Linked DNA regions of Ovis aries: region 2 is linked to region 1. A link is a contact called in public Hi-C data. All regions are on one chromosome and are shown on one strand. Each heading gives the region's core, a stretch centred on a gene start, on an enhancer-like site or on the middle of the called end of the contact. The rest is flanking DNA. Distances are from core to core; before and after follow the strand shown.

Region 1 (2,511 bases), core at 9-2,508:
TTTTCTCAGAATCGCTAATCTCTAGCAAATGCTCAGCGCCCTGCAGGAGAACACTGCTAGCATTGTGAGGTGTGCGTTTTCATTCTAATGGAGTTGCAGATGCAGGCAGGACATTGATTAAATATAGAACTGGCAGGAGCAGATAGGTGTAAGTGCCCACAAAAAGGAGCTGGGTAGGGGAGGGAGCACCCGGCTCTGTGGCTCACCAGCCCCTTCCTCCTTCTAGACTTCAGTTTTCTCACCTGTCAAGTGAGGGTATTGGGCTGGAGGACCTCCAAGTTCCTTCTGTGCCCGGAGATTCTACAGTTTATTTTGTGTCACGGTCCTAGCCTGGACCTGGGTTCTGCGGGCACTGGTGAAGAAAAACACCCAGACTTTGGCATCTGGAAAAGGCCCTCAGAACTGGCCCTTGTGGGCCTCTCGAAAGCTTTTGAGCCCGTCTTGGCCAGCTGAGCAGAGTTCTGGTCTTGAGTGGGCCAGTGTCGATTTCCACATCGTCTGCAGTTTGGCTCCTATCACAAACTGGTTGTAGGAAGTAACTTTTATGAGAGATGAGCAAAGATTAATTTTCAGAAAATTTCAAAAGCAATTAAACCCTTTTCTTCAAAGGGAATTTTATGTGGACTTGAGATAGGACAGATAAAACTTGGGCTATTCTGGGAGAGGGGCCTCAGAGTCCTCAGGCTCCTCTGTGAACCTGCAGGCTCTGGAGCACAGTTTGAAAGTGACCAGCCTGAGGGTCAGACAGTCCAATGACAGCTATGCAGACAAGTGAGGCCCCTGACTCCATGTCCATGTCATACCTTTGATTTTAGCAAAGGTAACTTAAGGACCAGCACGTGAAAGCCGCCTCTGTGTCTGCTGTGAGGTTTCTGGCAAAGACACTGGTTCATGCGGTGTCCTCCACGGAATGCTCCCATGTGAGAAATTTCCCTCCTCAGTCTGTATGAGGAAAAACTTTCTTTTCCTAGGAACTAAAATGCCCGTTGGGTCTTTGTTGGAAAACAAACAGCTGACCAATGAGCAAACACTGTCTCTCCTGAGAGGAACTCTTCCATAGTAAGATGTGTATCCCGTAACACGATGTGTGATTTCCTTTGAGCTGTGTGGTAGATGCTCTGTGTTGCCGCTTGGTGTCCGTCTCAAGCTCGTATGTGTCTTCCTGTGCCTGAGAGGCTGTAAAGTGAGAGACACCATTGCCCAGGTCCCCCTGCTCCTAGGAGTCCAGAGTCACGCTTATTGCCACCACTAGATGGCCTAATGTAGGATGTGGAGGCAGAAGTGAAGGGAGGTCATTTTCATGCTGCGCTGGCTCTTGCTGGTGACCTGGGTGATTCTGGGCGTGGGTGTTCCTGCAGTCATGACCTCATGTCAGGTCACTAGCTCCATGGGTGTTGGTGGGCTGGCAGTGCCGCCCAGATTTTGAAACTGGAGTCATGGCAGTGTGTTCTTGATTTCAATGATTCTCTGTGTTGAGAATTCTCTGCCATCCTGATTATGGCAGAGGTGGTAGCTTCCCTGGTGGGCCGGTTCTGATCGCTATTTCTGATGGCCTAGCCTAGAGCTCTCTTCTCACACTCTTTGCACGATCCATTCTGTAAGCACTGAATCCCCTGTGTTACAACATGTTTCCTTAACAAGCAAGAGTGATTTCTGTTTCCTGTACTTGAACCCTGTCTAATGTCCCATGGGTGTCAGGATGCTTAGAGTCAAGTTTTGTTGCTTCCTGTTGAAGACTGAAGGGTCTTTGAACCTCAGCTTTCATATCTGAAGCTCCTTGGTAGTAATAATCTTTTTATTTGTATCGTAATTGTTTCCATGTATCTCTCACCATTGACTCCTGCCTCCCTCCATGACTAAGGGCTGTTTGAGGTTTTACAGCTTACCAAGCCCTTTCTCCTTTTATGACTTGACTCTTACAAGTACCATGGGAGGTCAAAGGGAGGGTTTATTATAATCATCAATACAAGCCCACAGGGTAATTGACATGGTGGAGTCATGTACATAATGTGGCTGCAGAATGAGTGGAATGCTCTGGGTTGCTTGGAGGATTTGGACAAGGCTTTAGGAGGACACGGCAGCTGAAATGTGAAGAACGTGATGTCTAAAGAGAGAAAGGCAGGGTGAGGGAAAAGCATGTGCACAGGCTTGGAAGCCTGCACAGATGTGTATGTTCAGAGGAGGATGCAAGCGTGAGTTTACGACGGTTTGAGTGGACAGTGGGAGGGCTGTGACATGATAGGGACTGGGACTCCTGCCTGCGGGAGTTTGTTTTCTCCTTTAGATGGCCAAGGGGCAGGAAGCAACCTGAATGATTATACTGATGCTGGAAAGGGCTGGAGAGGCGAGTTTAGAAGCAGAAAGAGTGAGCAGCCTATGATGGCAGTTCAAGGAAGAGGTGACCAGAGATGGTGCTGGGGGTGGGAACAGGGTATTGGATGGTGGAGGGTGAGAGGGAGAGGGAGTGACCTAGGATGACTCCTGGGTCTCTGGTTTGGTTGCCTGGATGAG
Region 2 (2,511 bases), core at 8-2,507, 120 kb after region 1:
GGAATTCCAAAGGGACCATCTAAGCAAGATCACAATCGCTCAAGGGGATAAGCTTCTCAGGTGGGAAATTTCCTTTAGATGCCCCTGTCTTTCCCCCATTCCTGTCCCTCCAGTGCCCTACTGTTAACCCACAGTGGCTGTGTTCAGGATCCCACACCATGTGCTCCCTTTCCAAAGTGACACAGGTCAAGGCTCATGGAACACCGCTGGTCCAAATCTCCTGTAGAGAGCAAGTTCACCTTGAGGATTAACTCAGTATGGATCATACCCCTTCTCGGCCAGAATTAAATAAATCATCAAGACAAACAAGATTGCTTCCTTCCTTATGGTCTCCAAATAACCTGCCCACTCAAAACTTCTCCCACTGGGGGAAAAAACAGTGACGACTGCAGTAAACCCCAGAGGTGTCCCCCATCCGTGTCTAAATTCTGCCATTCTGGGCCTTCCAAGGTACACTCCCGCCCGGCTGCCCAGCATCTCAGAACAACCCAGAGCCTTGTTTCTGGTAGTCACAACTCCCCTCTGGGCATAGCCTCCGGACTGAAACCCCCAGGGGTCAGTGACTCGAGTGGCACAGCCTCAAGTGGCTGTGTCAGATGAACTGTGGTGCTTTTTAATCTGTCATAAACATCAAAAGAGAGGCCACCAAGTAACAGGCCAGACAGTGAATCTTTTTCTTTTTCTTATGAGAGGGTATTCCTCCCCATCACAATCACAAAATCATCTCTCCCATACTCAATGATGCTTTTCACAATTCTAGCTTCCATAGGTGGCATTTGCACATCATGAGATGTTCTTGTATCTTGGGGTCTGGACACACTACCAGGACCAGCTCAGGTGCTGTGCAGAAGTGGGCGGGAGGGACTCATTTGTGGCTGTGGCATGGGTTATGATTGTAGCTTCCTAACCTGTTAACATCGGGATTTTCCCCATCCTGTCATTTGGTTAATCTCTCTGAACACAGCTCCAATCAGATTACCCCATCTCTGTTCAAAAACTTCCAACAGCCCCCTCTGTCTACAGGATGAAGTTCAAGGCTCAACTGCCGGCCTTCAAAGCTTTCCACAAGCAGCCTCACAGCCTTATCTGCCTCTGGGTGCTCACACTAACCCTTTGCTTATAGATCACGAGTCCACTCAGGTCGGCACCTTCAAAGCCTTTGCTGATTCACTGATTTTGATCCCAAGTCGTCAACACAGGGACCGAGAGACCTAACATTCTACTCAGATCAACAGAGTAGAGTCATGCTGAGTCACAGCACTTGAGAGCGAAAGGTCCTGGACTTTGCCTGGTCCAACACTGTCACTCTGAAGAGAACGATTCCCAGGAACAGAGCGATGAAGGGACTTGGTTCAAGTTGTATGATCAGACAGAGACTAGGTCAGAGGTTGAACTGACCGAGAACCTAAGGGTTTCCAGAGTAGAGAAGAAATAAGAGACTTTGGGGTTTTCTCAGGCTTCCAGTGCCTGTTTTAGAAAGGGATTCAGAAGGTCTGGCAGCCTTTTTCTCACAGAACTAAACAAGACTTTCTTAGTAACACAGAGCAGACAGTGAACAGCCCTGAGAGCTCCCCAGCCTGTGCCTGACCAGAGCCAGGTGGCCTTCAGGAGGGAGAGCAGAGGGGCTGGGGGAGGAGGCAGGGGTGGGGGTCGGGGCAGGTGGTGGGAATCCTGCACTCTGCAGGCTCAGGTGGTAACAAGGGTAGAAGTAGGCTAATGAAATGTATGCTTTTTCAGCATGTGTGATAATCAGAGCAAAACCTTGTAGGCTTGATACTGCCACCTTGCCTCTGTCATTCAGGTTGGATAAGTACACGCTCCATGTCAGTGACAGGTGAGAGCTATAAAAAGGGATGTTAGACTCGGTACAATCTGTTCAGGGCAGAGACTGACTCTCAGGTTCAGAAGGGACCTTGAAAGACATTGAATCCCTTTTTCTTAAAGCTTCAGTCCACTTGACAATATGTCCATTAGAGCTTTTGCGCAACTGTCCCCAGTTATAAGAGATGAAGCAGCCAGCTCCGACTGTCCCTGAAAAGTGCTTTTTGCTTGTATGGGCCCTTCCTTCCACTGGCACCTGCGGGAGCCCCCGCAGGTAGAGTGCAGTGCACAACACCTTTCAAACTTTCTCCCTCAAAGCCGCCTGTTCCATTTTTTATCACCCAGGGACCAGGCTCCTTCCTTGGCTCCGGTGGTAGCTAGTCTCTAAAGGTGGTCCCAGGGAGCCACATCTCACAGTATCAGGGCCTGGTATAGCCCCCTCCCACAGTGAATGGGCCAGGTCTGTAACTCACTTTAACCAAAGAGTGGTGCTGTACCAGTTTCAGGACTAAGCCTTCAGAGGGCCTGGCAGCTTCTACTTTTGCACTTTTGGGGAGTCCTGAGCTCCCCAAAAGGGAGCTAAGAATATAAGTATAAGAAGTTTGGCTACCCTGGAGAGACCATGTGGAGAGGAAGAGGCTCTGATACCTTATGGAGTGAGAGAGAGCTCCAGCCTCTGGCTACACCACA

What was found. A called contact is a pair of places that touch in the nucleus more often than the background predicts.
Region 2: a Hi-C map of hypothalamus shows a contact between it and region 1, with 4 times the contacts expected there. The contact joins two enhancer-like sites. A contact is called at or near these places in 5 of 16 Hi-C or Micro-C datasets (hypothalamus, liver, mixed tissues and 2 more).

What each region holds. Positions count from the first base shown.
Region 1 is chr3:77,875,198-77,877,708 of ARS-UI_Ramb_v3.0, forward strand. The region is part of intron 1 of LOC132659410 (a long non-coding RNA gene); the gene reads left to right. Among named protein-coding and RNA genes, the nearest start is that of TMEM247, 19 kb to the left of the region's middle. Within about 2 kb of position 1,259, at least 6 of the 54 cell types and tissues checked have an H3K27ac peak or open chromatin away from gene starts, as enhancers often do.
Region 2 is chr3:77,990,729-77,993,239 of ARS-UI_Ramb_v3.0, forward strand. The region is part of intron 4 of EPAS1 (endothelial PAS domain protein 1); the gene reads right to left. Among named protein-coding and RNA genes, the nearest start is that of EPAS1, 64 kb to the right of the region's middle. Within about 2 kb of position 1,258, at least 6 of the 54 cell types and tissues checked have an H3K27ac peak or open chromatin away from gene starts, as enhancers often do.